Regions from separate parts of the Sus scrofa genome. Here region 1 is linked to region 2. The links are chromatin contacts, called in public Hi-C maps. All regions are on one chromosome and are shown on one strand. The core of a region is the stretch at or near the end of the contact, and the rest is flanking DNA. Distances in the headings are between cores, read along the strand shown. Region 1 overlaps MAML2 (mastermind-like protein 2). Region 2 overlaps MAML2 (mastermind-like protein 2).

Region 1 (3,288 bases), core at 527-3,026, 210 kb before region 2:
CCTCTGTTCTTGTAGCTCAATACTTTATGTCTACAATAAATTTCCTTTTTTTTTTTTGGTCTTTTTAGGACCACACCCATGGCATATGGAGATTTCTAGGTTAGGGGTTGAATTGGAGCTGTAGCTGCTGGCCTGTGCCACAGCCACAGCAACTCAGGATCTGCGACTATACCACAGCTCATAGCAATGCTGGATCCTTAAACCACTGAGCGAAGCCAGGGATCAAACCTGCATCCTCATGGATACCAGTCATATTTGTTTCCCCTGAGTCACAGCAGGAAGTCCTACAATAAGTTTCTTAATGATAAAAATTACATCATTAGATTGTGGGGTTTGGGGAATGGTGGGATAATAGAGAATAAAACATAATCAAGTATATAGTAAGTGAAAAGTTGAGGCCAGAATTTAATGTAACACCATAATTATTTAAATTGTCCATAGTGTAGATATGGGGGTATTTAAATGTCTTGAATGATACAGCAGTCACCCATATGTATGTTCAAAAGGCTTCAGTTACATTTTAGAATCCTGCTATTGTTTAGCGACTCGCTGGATTTTTTTTTTTTTTTTTTTTTGTCCCGTTCTTGGTTTAGGATATCATTGAAATATCTTGGTATAATTACTTCCATACCTTGTCATTAGTGTTTTATATTCTTTATTACATGGACGAACCCCTCCCCCCAAATTGTAGCTGTGCTGAAACAGAACCTCCTCTGAAATTTTTATTCTAATTCTGAGGTTGGGGGATCCCAAATGTAGTCTGTGGCCCTGGCTAAGATTTGTGTCTAGAATTATAAAATCCTCCACAAGCACATGCAGGGCTTCACTATGGATCAGAGTGGAACAAGCAGAGTGCAAAACCACATGAAGCCAGGACTCTTCCTTGCCTTCCCCACCCCCTAGCACAGTGATAGCCACCCATGAGTCCCAGACTATTTATTCTCTTGGGGTTTGGTATTAGTTCTGCTCCTGAACTGTCAGGAGCCATCCAAGGACCTAAAATCAAATTAATACACAAAGAGATTACTCTTGTAGGAGATTTGTGGGAGCCCAGACGGTTTTTTGTGAGAAGAGATGGTCACCCCCAAGGATGTTATTTGAATCTGAAAAGAGGCGGTCATAAAGGAAGTGGCGCTGCTTTAATCTGCAATAGGGAGCTGCCACCCAGCTCTGGAACTCAGCGGCCTTCCCATCTGAGCAGAATGAGCATTCCGCTGGAGAAAGCAGCTGAGGTTTGAAAACACTTCCAGTTTTGCAGTTTCAGGAATGTGGTCGAGCTGCAGCTTTAAGATGGCATTTCCCCCCTACCCCACCCCCCTCTGCTGTCGAGAAAGAGAGAGAGAGAGAAAGACAGAGAGAAAACGACTGGGCTAAAGTGAATGGGAGTTTTGTATGAAGGTTGCTGGCCAGCCAGAGCCACTTGGTAATCAGGGCAGCAAGGCACATTAATCCTTAAGGAATATACTTTACATAAAGCTTCTGTCTTTTCTTTGAAAGCGAAAGTATAAGTTGAACTTCCGTATGCTCCTGTAGTTACCCTGCCTTTGATCTCATTTTAAGTTCGGCGCTGAAGGCAACTTGATCTCTGTCGCTATCTCCTTTCATAGATGATAATTAGCACGGTTCTAGGAGACTGGCTGCAATGATATCCTTTGCTCTTAGAAAAAGGGAGCGGGAGTAGGGATTGGAGCGATTGTTTGCTGTGTTGGTGACTGTGATGTTGCCATGGGAAAGCTCAAGACTTCAGGAGTTTGTGTTTTGTTGGGCGAGGTGCCAAGCTGTTGTGACTTATTACAGCCCTGTGAGTGAGCCCCACAGAACAGTATCCTGTGTAGCAATTCAAAGGGCAGGATCGCTTTAATCAGGGAAAGATAGAGCTCTGAGTAGTCACATTTTGCTTTCTTTCAACTTGGAAATGACAAACAATTCCAACATTTTGGTTGTCTTGGGGTTTGGTCCTTTAACTTTGGAGGAGAAACAAGTCAATTCTTTGTGCTTCACCCCAACTCAAAGGCAAAACAAAAATGCTTCTGCTTTACATCTAAAGACCCCTTGTATAGAATGGTGGGCTCTCAAATAACTGCTCCACCTGCAAAGGCTGGTTCATCCTGACTCAGCCTCAAGAAAAGTAAACCTTCACAGGCAGAGTTGATTTGGTGTGAAAAAAAAAAAAAAGATCCGGAAAGTGACTTCTAAATTCAGTCTCCAGACAAGGCTTTGCCTCACTCATCTGGGAGATTTGGCCATTTGCACCCCAGAGGACCTGGCCCAACCTAGATGTTTAGTCATGGTCTAGCCACACTAAAGGCAAGGAGTTTTTGTTGGGGTTGTATGAAAAGTTAATATTATAGATCCCCAGAAAGGCAAAATCTGGAGCTTTGTGAATTACATTGGCCTCTCTGGTCACAAAGGGCCAGTTAAGGCCCCCTTTTTGCAGTGGTCAACACAGCCCTAATTCTTTAGGAAGGTGCCAAGTCTCCATTTCATTTTGTGCTGTGTAGATGTTGCCTAGAATTTCCCTTGGTGCCAAGTCTTTTGAAGCCTTTTGATCCATTCCAGGGAACTCTTGGAAGAGGAAAGAACTTCACAATTTCCATTTTTAGCCTAAAACAGATGTCAACACGTTAGCTCTTCTTCATTTGGTATGGTGGGCCTAGGCCTATACAGTGATCACAGAGATGCAACTGAAGTGCTCCATATTTTCTGTGTGTGTTCATCCAGAGACTTGTAAGAAACATATATGTTGCAGATAAATGAAGCAGCTGCTTTGAAACCTAACAGAAAGGAAGGTGCTTTTTCATGTATTAAAATACTAGAGTATAAATTTCACATGAAACCTTTTAAATGTTCATTTTATTATTATTATTTTTTTAAGATCTGAAAGGCTTTAATCAGTGGATGAATAAAGAATGTGATTTTTAGCACAAGATAATTTCCTTTTCAAGCTCTCTTTTTTTCTTTTTTTCAATGTCTGTTTTCTAGGAGTAGTTCACTTTATCTTTTAGAAACACTTTTCAGAGTGTTTATACTGTGTTTGTTGCTTTGTAGTTTTATTTGGTTGCCAGATTGGCTATTTATTTTCACCCAGTTTGACCTTAGAGGGACATGTGTTACATAGAGACAGATGTTTTCATCTGCCTTAATTTTTGATTACTGTATTTCCAGTTAACTATTAAAATAGTTAATCATACACGTTGGGAAAGTTTTTTTGAATATAGAAAAAAATTCCCTTTGTGTACTAGATGACTCAAATAGTAAATTACAGATACCTAGGTTGGGGAATGAGGA
Region 2 (3,826 bases), core at 999-3,498:
ATACATAAAACAGATCAACAACAAGGACCTACTTATAGCACAGGGAACTCTACTCAATATCTTGTAATAACCCTTAATGGAAAAGAATCCAGAGAATAGTGTGTGTGTGTGTGTGTGCGCGCGCGCGCGCATGTGTGTATAACTGAGTCACTTTGCTGTACACCTGAAACTAACACAACATTGTAAACCAACTACACTTCAATTAAAATAAAACATGACAGAGTTCCCCTTATGGTTCAGTGGAAACGAACTCGACTAGTATCCATAAGGATGCAGGTTTGATTGCTGGCCTCGCTCAGTGGATTAGCGAGGATTACCAATCCCGTATTGCCATGAGCTGTGGTGTAGGTTTGCAAAAGAGGCGTTGCTGTGGCTGTGGTGTAGACTGGCAGCTATCAGCTCCCGATTCAGCCCCTAGCCTGGGAACTTCCATATGCTGCACCTGCAGCCCTAAAAAGCAAAATAAATAAAATAAAATAAATAAATAAATAAATAAAACATGGCGACTACCTCTTAGAGGTTGTGGCTCGGGTTCTCGTCCCTTTTCCCTCACTGAATGTTTTGCTAGTTGATGATAAACTCAGAAGGTTCTTCAACAGGAAGGAGTAGATATGTGTAAACTGAGAAAAGGCTGCCATGAAATGCCCTCCCTCAGGCCTGTAATGAGGAGTGTGTTTCCAAGGCAAAGTCCAGCTCATCCAGTTCCTCTTCCACAGGCAGCCGTGACAGCAAGCAGGGGGCAGGGAAGCATTCAAGAAGTTTTGAATGTGAGACCTTTTGGCATTTAATGTCTTTAGGAGGACAGTGTGTTGCCTTTGTTTTCTTTACAAAGATCCTGAATTTGTGGTGATCTTGCTTCTATCTAAAACTTCATCTTTGGTTTCATTAAAAAAAAAAAAAAACTTTTTTGTGGTCCTAAATCGTCACATTTCTCAGAGTCCAGACATTATGGAACAAAATTATGGAAGAACTTTTCCAGATAGATCTAATAAGCCTTCCCTGACACCTTCTCTCTCTCTCTCTCTCTCTCTCTCTCTCACACACACACACACACACACACACACAGTACATTATTCTGAAGGAGTAAACGTGGAAGTTTCTGAGAAATCCTATAGGAAGTATACCCAACTTCCTCACAGCTGCAGTGGCTTCATTCACCTAGGGCATGGAGTCAGGAGGGGCTTAGTATCGCATCCTGGCTTTGGCAGCCCTTCAGGAGGCTCAGCACCACCTGGAGTCCATCACAGAGCTTGGCATACGCCTTCACACTTGGTTTATGAGGATGGCAACGTGGTTCCGGTTTGCAGGGCTTCTCGTTCCTTGGCTTCAGGGGTCAGAAGAAAGTGATCACTCTAGTGGAACCATTAAATTACTTGTGAATTGGATATGAAAATATTTGCCACAGCCTTCTCCTGACCATTGTTTTTCTGCTCAGTAGTTAGAAGGGTCCAGCTTCCCAAGGACTGAGATCATCTAGCCAGCTACTATTTGAACATCTAGAATACGCCCAGCATTGTGGCAAGTACTGAAAGGAACTAGTCAAGTATAAGATGCAGAGCCCATGTTCAAAGGGCTTAAAAATCTAGTTGGGCAAATCTAATTGCTATATGGACAGAAAACAACAATACTTTGCAATACAGGGAAGCAATACAGAGAAGCTCAGAACTCTGCAAAGGCCAAATACGAAGTAGGAGCTTTTTGATATCTTCAGTGAAAGCCATAAAACCCCACCTCATTTGTTTGGGGGCAGGAGAGCCGGGAAAGGATTATTCTTACCTTCAAGTACTGTGATGAACCTGGATTTACTGTTTCAGGATCTCAGACATTTCACTTCAAGAATCAAATCAAGAGTCATAAATGATTGGGGGGGTGTTGATCTTTTTCTCATTTTATCTATCCTCAACCGTTTCTCTAATCATCCATGAGTAAAGTGGCCTGCGGAAAGTTTATAGATGATCTTTTGAGCATCTAAGCAGTGGTAAATTTGGTTCCCATGTTTATGTCTTATTGAGAAAGACAGAAATCTTGAGGGAGAAAAAATGTGACCTATGGAGTGAATTGTTACCTTTGTGTGGCATATTCCCTGTTTCTAGGGCAGCACTGGAGACAAAGAATGCATTTATTTTGTGCAAAGGGTTGGGGGCAGGGAAAGAAACAGAAAGCAGTGGATTGTGCAATAATGGTGTTCTCAGATCCCTCCAGGAAGTTTATGTTTCGAGTCCTTTGGAAGAGGACAGCACAGCTGTTTAAAAAGGAGAGTTTACCAGGGGACTCCAGCCCCGATGCCACTGTGTGTCAGCTTTTCCTTGTCCATAGGTTTCTTGGCACCTCCATCCGTGGCCCTTGGGGCGGGCAGGCCACTGTGTCTGGGTCCTGCTCAGGCCTACGCCTTCCCCCAGTGGAGACTGCAGGCCTCGCTCGCATAGAGTCGAGGTGTTCAAATAGCAGAGTCAGAACAAGGCCGAGAGGGAAAAGAAGCAGTCTGCTGGATCTCAGCGAAGGAAAGTATAGCGATTCCTGTGTCATTTGCAAACCAGGCTAGACTTGCTGTGCTGAAATCTTTCCCCAAAGAAGTCTTTTCCTTGGACGGCTAGAGAAGGGGATGTTAGATGCATAATCTCACAGATTAAATGTGATAATTGGGGGTGCAGGTTTGTTGAACAAAACAAAAAGTGCTTCTCAGTCCAGCCAGGTGATGGGAAAAGTGTAACTATTGAGAAGTAGCACTCATTTGAAGCCCTTATGTTTTCCCACTGGCTTAGCTGTTTCCATATTTTCTCTCCTGCCAGGGATCTTTGGATAAGGTATAGTTCAGAATCCTCTCTGCATACTCAGTGAATCTTTTTTTTTTCCTCATTTTTTTAGGGCCATACCTGCAGCATATGGAGGTTCCCAGGCCAGGGGTCGAATCGGAGCTGCAGCTGCCAGCCTATGCCACAGCCACAGCAACACGAGATCTGAACCATGTCTGCAACCAACACCGCAGCTCACAGGAACACCGGATCCTTAAACCACTGAGCAAGGTCCCGGTCGAACCTAGTCCTCTTGGATACTAGTTGGGTTTGTTACTGCTGAGCCCCAACCGGAATCCCTCTGTGAATCTTTTTGACTGACCAAGTGACCCTTTGTCCCCTCCCTTTCTTTTTTTTTTTTAAATCTTATTTTGTTTTTGGCCACCCCCAAGGCACACAGAAATTCCCAGACCAGGGATTGAATCCATACCACAGCAGTAACCAGAGCCACAGCAGTGACAACATTGGATCCTTAACCTGCTGAGCCACCGGGGAACTCTTCTTTCCTTTCTTATACTGGAGCTTCGAGGGTGATGCCCTGAGCTTTCACCGTCAACTTCCAACCAATGACATCATCACTGTCTCCACACCATCCATCCCTATGAGACCCGAATGCTGTTAACCTCGCCCTGTGCCTGCCGTACATCCTCATTCTGCTCTGCTTTTGTCTTGGCTCTCCGTGTCCACTGTGTCAAGGACAGTGTAGGCATGTGGCAAATTGAAAGCAAGCAGTGTGGTTAGTGATTAAGAGGACTTTGGAACCAGACAGACCAGGGTTGGCAGCCTGCCTCTGTATCCTTCACTATGTAATCTGAATGTTAGGAGCTGCTGTTTCTTCCCTTAGAAAATGAGGATCAGAATACATGTTCAGAGAGTTGTGACAAGATTAAGTGGGACTGTACACAACTATTGTTTTAAGAGCACTTGTCTTAAAATAAGCATTCAAGGAGTTCCCCCTGTGGCACAGTGTTAGGAATCTGACTGCAGCAGTTCGGCTTGCTCAGAGGCGTCCATTTGATCCCTACCCCTGGAAC

The links. A called contact is a pair of places that touch in the nucleus more often than the background predicts.
Region 1: a Hi-C map of liver shows a contact between it and region 2, with 2.2 times the contacts expected there. The contact joins two enhancer-like sites. A contact is called at or near these places in 1 of 47 Hi-C or Micro-C datasets (liver) and 1 of 2 datasets of contacts at active chromatin or transcription factors (alveolar macrophages).

What each region holds. Positions count from the first base shown.
Region 1 is chr9:28,333,404-28,336,691 of Sscrofa11.1, reverse strand. All of the region lies in intron 1 of MAML2 (mastermind-like protein 2), which reads left to right. Among named protein-coding and RNA genes, the nearest start is that of MAML2, 38 kb to the left of the region's middle. Within about 2 kb of position 1,776, at least 72 of the 83 cell types and tissues checked have an H3K27ac peak or open chromatin away from gene starts, as enhancers often do. A contact at or near this core is called in alveolar macrophages and liver, where this site is marked.
Region 2 is chr9:28,127,028-28,130,853 of Sscrofa11.1, reverse strand. The region is part of intron 1 of MAML2 (mastermind-like protein 2); the gene reads left to right. Among named protein-coding and RNA genes, the nearest start is that of MTMR2, 150 kb to the right of the region's middle. Within about 2 kb of position 2,248, at least 30 of the 83 cell types and tissues checked have an H3K27ac peak or open chromatin away from gene starts, as enhancers often do. A contact at or near this core is called in alveolar macrophages and liver, where this site is marked.